Linked DNA regions of Mus musculus: region 2 is linked to region 1. The links are chromatin contacts, called in public HiChIP or PLAC-seq maps. All regions are on one chromosome and are shown on one strand. Each heading gives the region's core, a stretch centred on a gene start, on an enhancer-like site or on the middle of the called end of the contact. The rest is flanking DNA. Distances are from core to core; before and after follow the strand shown.

Region 1 (7,278 bases), core at 1,862-4,361:
AATTTTAAGATTATTTTATTGATTTATTTTGAGGATTAGGGGTACATGATGTGCACTGTGTGTGTGGGGGGGGGGGAGGGTTAAAGGATGACTCTTCAGAAGTAGCATCTTCCCTTCTGCCATGTTAGTGAGGCAGGTCTCTCTTTATTTCTGCCTCTGCACTGCATATCCATGACATTTCTGATACCTTCCCTCCCTATGAGGCTGGGCTTATATAATGGATGCCAAACACCGGTTCCAGGTTCTAAGATAGAATTCCAGTCCTTGGGGTTGAGCATTGAGCACTTTTCATCCGCTGAGCTATCTCAGCCTGGCCAGCAGCATTGACTTTGAAGGCTCCTTACTATCTTCCTGGCTTCCTCCTGTGGTCCTTGGTGTCCTGTGCATGCTGCCTCCTACCTAACTTGCCTTCACGCTGCACTCCAGCACCCCTCCCCCACCCCTCACCCTCTAGAAAATAGCTTTCTGAGGATTTGCTTAGTGGAAACATCCAGCGCCCTAGGAATTGGCTCCCTTGCTAGAAAAAGCAAAGATTTCCTCCTCTTAGGCTGCTGCGAGAGGCTGGCACCTGAGTTGTGGTAACTTCAAAGGCTGCACACATTTCAGCTCCAGAGACCAGAGAAGGCTGGGGGCTCCTCCCGCTGCCTCTGCCTGGACTCATACCAATTCCATGGCCACCTGCAGGAAGGGCTCTGTGCACATGATTTAAGAAGCCTAAAAATCTGAGTGTACAGCTGTATCTGGGGATAGGCATGGATGTCCAAAAGGTATAGTGTTTTCAGAATCCTTAAGACCAGCCTTGGGGCCCAGAAGTTGCTAGTCACCAAGCTAGATGACCTGAGTCTCCTGCCCTGAATCTGTACTGTAGAAGATAGATAGAGGCACAGGCAGGGAATGAAATCTACATTTGGAGAAGGTCTTGGGTTCCTGGCTTCAGTGGGTAATAGATATTTATGACTAAGAAGTCACCCCAAAAGAAGCTTTTACTAGAGCCATGGCACTCTCTGATCACAGGCTCTGCTGGCCTTTCTAAGATAACCTTTATGTTCACATTTTAAACATTCTATGGAGATGCTTTCCTTCCTTAAAAAGAAGAAGGGGAGAAAGCCTTGAAGGCAGCTGTTTCCTATATGCAGCTGGATTCTGCCACACAACTGTTTCGCCTTTAACAACTTTGTCAAGCTTAATTTGAGAGTAATCTGATTGCAGGTATCAGGTAGGAACAGGACGCTTCCAAGGACCCAGATCCCCACAGAGGGGTCAGTTCTAGTATCCAGGGTGGAAGGGAAGCATTGGTCAGAACGCAGGAAGCCAGAGGACCACAGACTGGCTGTAAAGCGCCAAGTTCACCCCCACGAGTCCACCATGGACTCCAGGAGATAATGCCTATGGGCAGAAGGAATGAGGTTTTCATTGCCAGGTCCCCAGTAACATAAAATCTCACAAACAACCTCCGTAAATCATGCCGTGACAGCTACCGGGCTTGTCCAACGTTAAACATAAGGGACTCTTCTTTTAAGTGGGGCTGCAGTCGCAGGCGGCACCATCTCCAGTCCTCAAACATCTGTAGTTCATCTTATCGTTTGAAGAAATATATGAGTTTCACTGTCTTTTTTTTTTCTTTTAAGCCTTTTGCAGCTTCTGCTCCTTGACTTGTTTGAACACCATCTGCTATGTATAAAATTGGGGGTGGGGGTACAGTGTGGAAAAAGAACATTTGAGAGATCTGTGGAGCGAGAGAAAAAGCAAACACTTCTGTGGGCATCAGAGGCCATCCACTTTCCTTTCTCAGCACCAGCCTCTTGTGGGTGTTGAACTTGGGGTGCTGCCCTGAGCTTAGGCTAGAGCGTGCTCTGGGTTTTGAGGAGTTTGCTTATTTTATTAGTGTGTATGTGCTCTATCTATGTGGAGTATGTATGTCTAGTTCCTGTGTATGCAGGTATATGAATGCAGAGGCCAGAAGGGACAACTACAGATCCTGTTCTATGACCCTGAACCAGAATATCTCACAGATCCAGGAGCTAAGCTGGCAGCCGGCCCCAGTGATCCTCATACCTCCATTCAGCACAAAACCAAGGTTACAGGCACCTACACAGCCTCACTCGGCTCTTTACATACATGCTGGGGATGGGAACACAGGTCCTCACTCTCACACAGCCAGTGGTCTTACGTCTGAGCCACGTCTGAAGTCCCCCATTCTGGGTTGGTCTGGTGCTGGTTAATTCCTTACTAATCAGCTTTGCAGAAACCATGGTGACAGTGAAAGTCCGGCACAGGTGATTCTCGGGTCCTTAAAGACATGGAAACCCACCTCGGGATTGGCTGAGCCCCTCCAAAGTGTCTAGAGATAGGAAAGAAGCTAAATCATGGCCCTTGGAACAAGCAGTAGAGAGGGATGACACTCATATAATAGAAAGGCTAGTGGAGGGAGCATATGTCATAGCATAAAGTCACCACAGGGTGGTACAAACTGCAGTGCACAGTCTCCCTAGGGCTGGTATCTCAGAGAAGCTGAGGGACAGAGCACCAGGCAACTGGGCTGGAAATAAGGGCAGCAGGGGGCCTCCCGGCTCCTTCTTCCAAAGCAGAGGTGTCTGAACTGAAGCAAGCAGTCTACAGGCGACAGATGTTTAAACACTTGACCCCTAAATTAATCACCACCTCTTTGTACCCTAGGCCATGCCTGGTCCAGTTGCCTCAGCCCTAACGTGGTCCAGGCAACATACATAGCTCAAATTCCAGGGACTCCCATTCTATTGGCCAGGAAATTAATTTAAATGATGTTTTTAATGGCCAGAGCGTCATTATGGATGAACTAAGCCAACAGTGAGGACAGAGATTTTACACTAACTCTGAAAGATTTTTGCTACAAGCAGCTGTTGATCAAAAAACTGTTCATAGAACTCAAAGGCCCCTCAGACAATTTTACCATCCCCTAGTGGGGATGGTAAAACAAATACTTAATAAAACTGATTAAAGGGTTGAGGAGCTGACATAATCAATACAGTTCTTGTCAAGCAAACATGAAGACTTGAGTTCTACCCACAGAACTTGTGTATAAAGACTGGACATGGTCCTAGACGCTTGAAATCTCAGCACATGGGAGATGAAGGCAGGTGGATCCCTGGGGGTGGGGGGGGGGGAGGGACGTGGGAGGCTTTCTAGCCAGCCAGCCTAGTCTACCTGATGAACTCCAGGCCAGTGAGATACTCTGCCTTAAAAAATATATACAAAAACGGTAGACTGTTCCTGAAGAATCAGTACCCAAAGTTGCCATCTGACCTTCATGTAGATGCACACATCTTCCCAGTGGTAAAACATGTACCTGAGGTGGATAAGACTTTACCCATTGAAAATATTTTTACTGATTAATAACCCTCGAAATTCTCATTATCTTCAGCAGTATTGATTTTATTATCACAATTGACAAGAAGATGGTGTGACTTTCTAACTGAATTCTTGGTGAATTCTCTTCTTTGATTTCTTCCACTAAACTCCTGGCTGGACCTGCATTAAAGGTTCATATCTGTCTTGAGCCATAATTCTTAGTTTTTTAAAATAGGTTTTATTTTTAAATAATATGTAGATGTGCATGTAAGTGAGTGTAGATGCCGTCGGAGACCCAAAGAAGCTGCCAACTGGAGCTGGTGTTTCAGGCAGTTGCAAGCCATCCAGTATTGGTGCTGGAAACTGAACTTGGGTCTTCTTAGCTGCTGAACTATCTCACCAGGTCCCCTGAGCTACAGTTTTTAAACATTTCTAATCCTTTGTCTCTGAAATGAAATATGAAGATGCCATTAGAACTCATGGGTTTGTTTGGTTGGTTTGGTTTGGGGATTGGAGATCTGATCCAGGACCCAGTGCATGCTAAACCGTTGCTCAACCACTGAACTGCATACCTACACTCTGCTTCTTAATGGCAGGCTGGCGCCTCAGGGTTCCGGCTGTGTGGGGCAATCCACTTGGGTCTGAGTTAAGCATGAGGCTTTGCCTACCATGGGAAAGAAAAGAGGTGCTAAACTGGTCCCGTTCATATTAGCAGAGAGCTGTCAGTGTCTCCCTGTCATGTGTCCCAGCATCCTTCCCATCAAATTTGCCAAGTAAGTGGAGAGACATTTCGGGCAACATTACAAATTTAACCAAGCATGCCCATGTCAGGGCTATATTTTGATGAGATAAAAGAAATTTTACCCCTGAAGGAAACAGGAGAAGAAGACCCTGTTAATCGCACTCTGTGTGTGTGTGTGTGTGTGTGTGTGTGTGTGTGTGTGTGTGTGTGTTTTGTGTGTGTGTATATGTGTGTGTGGGTGCGCATGTAAACTTGAAGGCTAAAGGTCAACTGCAGATGTCCTTTCTCTGAACCTATCCATCTTCCTTTCTGAGATGTGATTTCTCACTGTCTTGGAACTTCTCATTTTTGCTACACTGGTGGCCATTCCCCAGGGAATCCACCTTTCTCTATCTCTTCAAACTCTGAATCACGAGCCTGCTGCGTCACTCCTTGCTGCTCGTTTGCTTGCTTGTTTATTTTTCAGGTAGGTCCTGAGGAATGAACTTAGGTCCTCACCCTTGCACAGCAAGCACCTTACTGACTGAGCCATTTCCCCAGCTCTTAGTCACTCCTAAAAGCTGAGAAAATAAGCCACGTGTGGGGGTAAAGTAACTCTCTTTTAATCCCGGCACTCGGAAGACAGAGGCAGTCAGATCTCTGGGAGTTCAAGCTCAGCCTGCACTACACAGCAAGAAAAACAGAGAACTGAAATTACAGTTTGTAGTCAGTGTTTAGCCCGCAGAGCAGGGGCAGAGGCTGGTCGTGGTGCGTCTGCAGAAGCGTAGCTTCCTCCCCTCCCCCCCCCCCCCACCTGCCTGCCAACTGTTTCCTCTGAGACGGTGGTCAGGATCTGCCTGTGAGCTTTAATGCACAAGACTCCACATCTGGGCCTCCACACCACCTCTCTGACAACTGCAGATGTCTGAAGATGAAGTGCCTCCTGCTTGAGGAACTGTGCAACGAGGAGCCCCAAAAGGGAGTCCTGGACACTGTTTAAAAAGGCATCTGTCTTGAAGCAATTTCAGCGTCTCAGTCACCTGTTTACAAGTCTTGCTGGATGGGTTTTGAGGAATTTGGACTATTTTGAGGGACTCGGTTTTTTATATCCATTTATTTTGTTTATATGTGTGTGCATGAGTGTATGTGTCTATAGAGACCAGAGGCCTATGCCGGTGTCTTCTTTTATCTTTCTCCTCCACCTATTGGGATGGAGGCAGGGTTTCTCACTGAAGCTGAAGCTCAACCATCCAGACACAATAGCTGGCTAACAAGGACCAGCATCTTCCTGTCTCTGCCTCCCCAGCTCCAGTCTTTGCAGGGACATGATGCCTGGATTTCTTTGTGTGCTTGCTGGGGAATCTGAACTGCTAGTGGGAGCAAGCACTGTATTAAGTGAACCATCTCCCGAGCCCTATATTCATTGATTTTAATCATTCAAATCTCCCAGCTTTACCTTGGTTTTGTTCCTCTGCCTGAGCTGAAATGACCTGTCCCAACCTCCTAAAACTTTACTATCTTTTTAGATCAAGCACAGGGCAGAGGAGTCTGTAGGTCAAGACCGGAGCAGGAAGAGAGGTAGAATCGACTGTGTCTCCTGTGCTTGGGTTAAGTCAAGATTCATGGGTGAAGACACAGCAGAGGCTCCTGGGCCAGACTCCCTCTGATCTCATAACTCACCAGACTGTCAGCTTCTTACAACAGCAGTGCTCCTGGCTGCTTGCTGGGACTTTGGAGGGAGTCTGAGACTGAGACCACCCTTTAGAAGGCCATTCTCACCCAGCCTGGTGCAGACTAATGTTATGCTTGGGTCATGTAACTTCACTCTCAGGGAAAAATCAAGAATGGTGTTAAGTCGTAAATCACTCCACTCTGGAATGGATTTGAGCCAGAACGATCAGTCTGAGCATTCCTGCCTTGCTTGACCATGGTAAAGAGATTATGGTATGTAAGATTCGGCTAAACATAGCTTGTTTCCATTTCCTACTGTCCTGGTTGCCCGTCTCGCTATGAAAGGTTGAGACCTAGGAGGGGGAAAGTCATCCTCACTATGGATTGATTCTCACCCCAGGACATCCTATTCAGAGTTCATCCTTATAAGGCCATTGCGGGAGAGACTTGTGGGTCCATCAGAGAGATATTCATAAAGCTGGCGTTAGGATGGCTTCAACTGGCCTGTCTCACAAATCAGCAAGAACAGAAGGTACCAAACAACAGAAGCTTGCCTGTGAGGTCCCAACTCAGCAAAATTTGCTCACTCCTGCACCACGCACCAGTTCACATGGTGGAAACTGACTTCCCTTTTCCCTGATGTTAATGGAGTTCCCAGTTATAATGAAACAATCTTAGCAGATCTGCTTGCCCTGAGGTAAGCAGTTCCTGATATCCATATGGAAGCTTCTCCAGATGCTTAGTTTAGTTTAGTTTCCTAAAGATTCACTCCTACAGTCTGAATACTCATGATTAAAGAAGGAGAACAATGTGTGAGGAGGAGAGACGGCGCAACAAGTAAAGATGGCTGCCTCCAAGCCCAACTGCAAGTCGGATTTCAGGGACTTTGTATGTTAGAAGAAGAGAATTATTTCCTGCAAGATGTCCTCTGACCTCCACTCATGTGCATATACAAGCTCTCTGACCCCAATACACATGCACTCACACAAAACTAAAGTGCAATAGGGTTGAGCCTGCATCCTGGATAAGTGGGTGAAAACACCTGCCTCCAAACCTGGTCACATGTGTTTGATCCCTAGACACAACAGGTACAGGGAGAGAACTGAGTCCTCTTGCTTGTCCTCTGGTCTCCACATATATATATATTGTGGCCCAGGGGGACACAAAAGCACTAAATAAATAAATAAATAAATAAATAAATAAATAAATAAATAAAGTTAAAACATTAAAATCCTGGGCTGCTGAGATAGCTCATTCCAAAGAAGAAAACAAACAAACAATAACAGGTGTAGTGGTGTGTGCTTGTTCTCTCAGCATTACAGAGGCAGAGACAAACAGAATCCTGGAACCCACTGGCCAGCCAGCCTAGCCTACCTTGCCAGTTTCAGACCAGTGAGAAACCCTGTCTCAGAAAGAAAACCAAGTAGACAACACTGGAAAAATGTTGTCCAAGGTTGTCCCTTGACAATCTCTTGTGCACACACACACACACACATCTGAACATGAACCCACAGGCACACATGCATATACCTAGACACAAGTACAAAGACCTACATTTG
Region 2 (7,278 bases), core at 2,865-5,364, 750 kb before region 1:
CAATTTGGCTAGGCTGGCCGGGGAGCCCCAGGGATCTGCCTGTCTCCACTTGCCCAGTACTGAAATCACAAGCATGCCACAGGTCTGGCCTGCCTGCCTGCCTGCCTGCCTGCCTGCCTGCCTGCCTTCCTTCCTTCCTTCCTTCCTTCCTTCCTTCCTTCCTTCCTTCCTCCCTCCCTCCCTCCCTCCCTCCCTCCCTCCCTCCCTCTCTCCTTTCCTTTTTTTTTTTTTGCATGGGTTCTGGGGATCCAAGTCAGGTCCCCATGCTTTCCCAGCAAGCACTTTACTGACTGAGGAGTCTCCCGGCCTGAGAAAATACTCTCTTGCTTGTTTACAGTCCCTAAAATAGTGTGCACAGTAATGGAACCCAATTGCATCTACTGACTTTGAACAGGAAATCCGAGTACATCCCCGAGGAATCTGGACCACGGGTACAGAGGAAGTAAAAACACAATCAGTTTATCCTCCGCTACCTTGAGTAACCGCGCAGTCCTGCAGAGAGACGGCACAGTGGCTATCGAGGCTTTCTCTTACCTTGTCGAAAGGAGACAAGCCTTTAATTCTTGCTCTGAAATAGCCAGCTGCGACCAAGAGCTCCAGGATTTCAGTCAGCTTGACATTCTGTTCTTCGTCTTCTCTCGTCTCCACCTAGAACAAAAGGGATGCACGTAACTGGTAAAGGCCATCTCCACTGAACGGAAATGAAGTAAATCCTTCCGCTGCCAAGAGTCGGATGTTCATATTAGCATGAGGACAAGAGTTCAGATTCCCCAGAACCCATGCAAATCCTGGGCAGGCATGGTGGCCCACCTGTGAGCCCAGCACTTGGAAAGCAAAGACCACAGGCTAGCTATTTATAGCTAGACTAGCCCAGCTAGTAAACTCTAGGTTCAATTGAAAGGCCTTGCCTCAATGAATAAGGTAGAAAAATGGCAGAGTAAGACAACTGATGCCAACCTCAGGTGTCAATATGCACTCACATACATGTGTATTCAAACACGTGTGACCATCTATACACACATATGAACATCCATATACACACGCATACAGGCATGTCTAGACACCACACATGCAAACACACACACACAGGTAAATAAGACAGAATTCCTTCGAGTATTCAGCCATCATGTGTCATAAAGATACTGCCAAGAAGGGGACACTATAGCCCAGAAGGACAATCTCCCACCTCAATTCATTGCATATAGCATCCCCACCGGCTGCCTGTCATTTCAGGATGTACAACTGTATTTTTGAAATAGAACCAATGAAATAAGTTTTTGGCCTAAGACACTGAATGGGGATGTTTGATTCCAAATTCACTTTACACATTAACGCGCTTACACAGAATGGAAAGTGGTCATGTGCTGATATGCAGAGAACAAAAAACCATCCTTCTTGAAACCATAAAACCCCAGCACACTGGATAATACCTCCAGTTACTAACGTAGGACACTGGAGGCCAGAGACGACGGTTTAGTGGTTCAGGGCACATACCGTTCTTCTAGGGGACCCAGGTTCAGTTCCCCAAGCCCACACTAAGCATCTCACCACCACCTTTACTCATCTCTGGTATCTGCCACGCTCGTCAGGACTTCACAGGTACTCAGATTCACTCGCACATACAGACACATGGACATATACGTAAGTAAAGGGAAATAAATTCATAACCAGAGACTGATAGAGATGGATCGCAGAGAGCTCTTAAACAAGGCCAGAGAAGCTCCCATCTGCCCTGCACTGTAGCTCTCAGAAGCTGGAAGGGTCTAGCTATTGCTTTCTTTCATATACACACAAAGGGATTCAAAACCTGACCAGCAGGAGTTAACTGGATTAGTGAGAGCCAGGTGACAGCAATTTTGTTTTGTCTTTTAAGAAAGGGTCTCCTGTGGCCCAGGGTTGGCCTTCTCCATTCCTCTATGTGGACAGTGACCTTGCATTCCTAGTTCTCTTGCCTCCCCAGTGCTGAGATTACAGGCACCCCACCCTCACTGTTCACTGTGCTGGGGACAGAACCCAGAGCTCAGGCACATATGTAAGCACTCTGCCCTAAACCCTCGGTATTTGGAGCTTTTCAACTTTATACTCATGCTAGCTTTTAGCCTTTATATCTTTTTTTTAAGTCTATATCTGTGTGCACACTATAACAGTCATTTTGGTCTTTCTGTGTTTTGCTTTTTCTTTTTTGAGACAGGATCTCACTATGTATGCCCACCCCTCTCATCTCCCTACCCACAGCTGCTCCAGAACTCACGATGTAGAACAAGCTAGAAAAGAGTAACAAATCAGACCCAGCCTCCTGGCTATCTATGAGGAGTCACACCTACTCATGAAAGTGGTGTGTTTATTACTTTTAGAAAAACTTCCACTAGTTTGAAGGAACTAGGGTAGAACTGGAAGCCCTACACAGGACTCCATAGCAGACGGCCAAGAAAAGCCTTAAAGCTGCAACAATAGCCCAGCGCTTGCCTCACGACATGAGGATCAGAGTTCAATCTCCAGGACCCATATAAACACACCAGCCATGGTACTGTGCACTTGTAATCCCAGGGACAGAAAGATCCCTGGGTCTCACTGGCCAACCAATCTAGCCTATTGGGAAGTGCCAGGCCAATGAGTACTTGTCTCAAAGGAGGTTTTCAGCATTCATGAGGGTGACATGGGAGGCTCTATTCTGACCTCCACACATGCTCACATATGCACTTCATCATACAGAGAGAGACAGACAGAGAGAGAGAGACAGACAGACAGAGATTTTTACATGGCAAAGAAAATCTGAACTATTACAACCCAGACCCCATGAAACTTTACCTAACCCAGGGCCACACATACCCACCCTTCATCACCTGGACACAGAACACTTCGACTCTGTAATGAGTAGGATGAAGATGTAACAGAAGGATTTGTGAGGGGCACGGGGAAGCAAGATCGGCGCAGCTGAATAAGAACGGGCACTAGGCACAGTGTCAAATAGGCACACCACACCTCTGCCAAAGCCTGCCTTCCAGCCTTAGAAAGAGATCCAGGTGCCTTAGAGGTGTTCCCTAATTCTCTCTGGAAACTGGGACTCTTCTCTAAGCTCAGAGCTTTGAGTAAAGCAACTAGGAGGACAACTGGAAATCCCACAGCCAAGCTCTAACGGTAGCCCACCGTTAGAGAGTGGTTGCACTTTTCTTCCCAGCCTACGTGGTAGTCCTGTTCATAGGATCGAATGAGTACTGGCTGAGTACTCGACTAAACCATTTCTGAAAAGGTCCTCCCTCCTTAGAACACGCAGCATGTTCCTGTCCCGACACAGGCACCACAGGAGAGAGTGTCCTCAACTCTGTCATCACCCTGATGTGCGCAGAGCTTCCAAACTTCCTTCACCCTCCCCGGCCCGTGGGACGGGGGGAGGGGCAGGAGGCTACAAGCCGGGTAGGTAGCGTGCCTTCCTGACAAAAGGGAATGAAAGGCTGGCCACATGGGTCCCGCAGAAGGTGTGTGTCCCAAGGTCACCGCCCCCTGCACACCGGGAGCAGGACAGTCCCACCGCTCATCTCGTGACTGCTGAGACTCCTAAGCGCAGCAGCCTTGGCCCGGGGGAAGCCAGTCTCGCAATGTGAGGGGCCTCCAGACAACCCGAGATAGGAATTCCCGGGGACCTCGTGATGTGTGAGGTTGCATCTGGGCCGGGATCTGGATGTTTCCTCTGTCCCCAGAGGACCCAGGAACCCTTAAGTTTGCACCCAGCGACACGATGCACCCTGGCACGCCGGGGGACCAGTCAGCTGCCCCTCCAGGGTACCTAGGGCCCGCCTTGGGACAGACACACCTGAGCAACCATAGACAGTGTCCCCGCCACCCCAGGCTGGTCCCTGCCCGCCGCCCTGGGCTCGGCCCTCTCTCCCCAGCAACCCCAGGGTGTCAGGGACAGAGGTCCTCACCTCCGGGAGTCCCTGGCCCTCTGGCCCCTTGGGTAACCCCATGATCCAGATGCGCTGATGTGGAGCCGGAGAGAGCGGGCCCTACAACCGAACTGTGATCCGGGTGGGGTGCAAAGCGGAAACTTCCTTCACAGGAGCTGACACTACCACAGCAGGTCGGAGAACCGTGGCCCCGCGGAGCATGCGCACTAGTGCTGAAGCGAGGAACCACTGCGCCTGCGCAAGGACAGCCAGCACTGCTGGGCGGGGCTGGATCCCGAGTAACCGATCCTCCCCTCAGAGGAGGTGCTGAACTCAAGATTCCTCCTAAGGTACTTTTTCTTTCTTTTAAAAATGTTTCTCTTTCTTTTTCTTTTTTCTTTTCCTACTTTTTCCTTTCTTTCCTAAGTTTTCTTAAAATGCTTTCTTATTGTTCCTCTTTTTTTCTTTTTTTTTTGTTCCTTGAGACAGTGTCTTAGCCAGCCTGGCTTAGCACTTCCTAAGGATGACTTTGTTCCCCTATAGTTTATAGGAATGCGCCACCATGATCAGTTCCTTTTTTTTTTTTTTTTTTTTTTTTTCGTTTACAAAGTAGCACGTTTCCTTATGGCATTTTCATATATCCTTAGTTTTACTTGAACACCCACCCTCTTTTCTCTACCATCTCCTTGCCGGTCCCTTCCCTTCTTAAATCCTTCTACCTCTAGTATTTCTCCCTTCAACTGTTATATCACCAGAGTTCTTTTAACTATTCCCACTTTCTAGTTTCTTGGCCTTCACGGAGCTTCTTAAAAGCTATTTCCCTGTGTCGTGAGGATCTCTTGCCTTCTGGCTCCCTTTCCTTTCCCTGGGTATCAGATTCTGAGTTTGGTTCTTTCCAAGCCTGGCTTGGACAGCTCCCAGCTCCTGAGTCAGTCCCAGCTAAGACCCAGTTCCAGCCATGTTTAACACACTCTTGTGCCAGCTATTAACATGTGGACCTGGGGACAGAGAACTCAAAAAGAGATCATTACATTTGTTCCTTCCTAGTCTCTGCATTTTATTTCCAGGAAAATTTTGTTTTGGAAAATAATCCTCACCCATCTCATCCTGACACCCTGCATCTTTCTGGGGACATGTTTTGTAAAATGCAGAGTCCGGTGATCACATACGATTAGCTGCTGTACCACTTATGCAATGTGCCCCTTGTCTGTCCCAGAGGATGGCAGCTATACAAAAGGGTTGTCTTTTTCCTGCCAGCCCAGCACCTGCTGCAGAACAGCTTACCAGCCTATTTTCATTTTGTAAGAGATGGAGGCAGAAGTGACATGAAGTCTTCTGCTGTAGGAGAGATCTTTACTGAAGGACGGGTGGAAAACTGGAAAAACATATGCTTCTTGCCATTAAAGAGGTTTTGTGTTTGCTTCCTTTCTTCCTCTTAATATCTCTGATAACTTTTGATTGTTTTTTCTTAGATTTATTATTTTATTTTAGGTGTATGACTGTTGTGCCTGTATGTATGCCTACATACCATGTGCATGCCTCTGGCTCAAAGAAATTCGAGGGTATGAGGTTCCCCTGGTACCTGAATTACAGAAAATTATGAGCTATCTCATAGCCACTGGGAATCAAACCTAGGTCCTCTGTAAGAGCAGTAAGAGCTCTTAACTACCAAGCCATCTCTCCAGCTTCTATGATAGCAATTCTTGGGACCATGACTAGGGCAACTCTTTTTTTTTTGGGGGGTGGGTCTCTGTATAGCCCTGGCTGTCCCAGAACTCACTCTGTAGACCAGGCTGGCCTTGAACTCAGAAATCTGCCTGCCTCTGCCTCCAAGCTTTGGGATTAAAGGCGTGTGCCACCACGCCCGGCCTCTAGGGTAACTCTTATAAAGGAAAGCATTTCATTGGGGCTGGCTTACAGTTTCAGGGGTTTAGTCCACTATCATCATGGCAAGAAGCATGGAAGTATGCAGGCAGACTTGGTCCCAGAGGAGCCAAGAGTTCTACATCTTGATTTGTAGGCAGCAGAAGACTGTGTGCCACACTTCATGTAATTTGAGCATAGGAGACCTCAAAGCCTGCTTCTACCATGTCACACACATTTCCTCCACCAAGTCCACACCTATGGCAATAAGGCCACACCTAATCTTGCCACTCCTTATAGTCAAGCATTCAAAGAAATGAATCTATGAAGGCCATTCCTATTCAAACCACCACAGTCTGAAATGAACTACAATCCAGAAGTAGAGAACACACCTGGGAGAGATTTTTCTGCTTGGTCTGAAGTGGGTGAATCCAGTTCCGGTCCAGACCTTTGAGACAGGAAGACACAGCCTTTGACCTGGATCTTGAGGCAGGAAGACACACCTTTAGTATGGGCCACGCCTGTTGCTGGAAGTCTATATAAAGACATAGAAGAAAGGTTTCTGGTTTTTTTGCCTGACTGTTCTCTCACCATGCTAGCACATCCATTTCTTCACTGTCATTAGAACCTACTCTGGGACAACATGTAAACTGAAGACCAGCCGAGACATCCAGCCTTGTGGAACCGAGCAACTTCTGAATTCTTGAACTTTCTGTTCACAGCCAGCGGTTGTTGGATTAGCTAGACTGCAGCCTGTAAGTCATTCCAATAGATCCAATGACTCTCCACAGAGATTAGTTCTATAAGTTCTGTTACTCTAGGGAGCCCTGACTGGTACAGCTCCTATACCTGAAGTCTTCAAAAACTTAAATACGAAGTAAATGTTTGTCCGTGGAGAACTTTGTATTTTGTACTTTGGGGTTTATCCAAACAGAACAATGGCTTCTCTGGACGCAGAGCACACAAGTGGTAGGAAGAGTCTTAAGAACTTCCTGCCCTGACTAAAGGCTGAACCCAGGCTATAAAGTGATTGTTTTGCAAGCATTCAGATCTGAGGATGATCCTCAGAACCCAGTGGAAAATTCCAGGAGCGGTGGAGGTGTGCTTGTATTCCTCTGTTGGGGAGGCAGAGACAGGCCGACCCCTCGGCCTTTCTAACCAACCAGTCTGGGATGAGCAGTGAGCTCCAAGGTGAACCAAAGGAAGAGAAAGTTTCTTGAGCCCCCACATAACGGGAGAACAAAGTGAGGTGCTGAGAAGAGAGCTCTCCCCCTGGGTTAGAGCTCTTGCTCTCACACAGTAAAACTCATGTCTAAAGGGCCCATCCATAACTCTCCAACGACCTCATTTTTATAACCCTAAAACTTTCCATCGCTGACTTGATATATACTGAAAATTGTAGCCATGTGGGGTCAAACATGGACCGCTGCCTCAGGACAGGTGAATTTAAATACCCGGTTGTAGAGTAGCCCACGTCAAAGGTGTCGAGACCTCGGTTCCCCGTTATAAATGCCTTCACAATGTTTTAGAT

What was found. HiChIP or PLAC-seq counts read pairs in DNA pulled down with a chosen protein or histone mark.
Region 2: an H3K4me3 HiChIP or PLAC-seq map of embryonic forebrain shows a contact between it and region 1, with 2.6 times the contacts expected there. The contact joins the promoter of Ccdc93 here to the promoter of 2610027F03Rik in region 1. A contact is called at or near these places in 1 of 39 promoter capture datasets (hippocampal neurons), 2 of 115 datasets of contacts at active chromatin or transcription factors (astrocytes and embryonic forebrain) and 1 of 9 other capture datasets (embryonic stem cells).

Annotation. Positions count from the first base shown.
Region 1 is chr1:120,681,248-120,688,525 of GRCm38.p6, reverse strand. 2610027F03Rik (a long non-coding RNA gene) reads right to left here and starts at 3,111. Exons shown (of 3, transcript XR_001779385.1): 1 at 1-3,111.
Region 2 is chr1:121,427,903-121,435,180 of GRCm38.p6, reverse strand. It overlaps Ccdc93 (coiled-coil domain containing 93), which reads right to left and starts at 4,114. Exons shown (of 24, transcript NM_001025156.2): 1 at 3,924-4,114; 2 at 535-648. The coding sequence starts at 3,965. Gm35243 (a long non-coding RNA gene) reads left to right here and starts at 4,113. Exons shown (of 2, transcript XR_387343.4): 1 at 4,113-4,234; 2 at 4,952-7,278.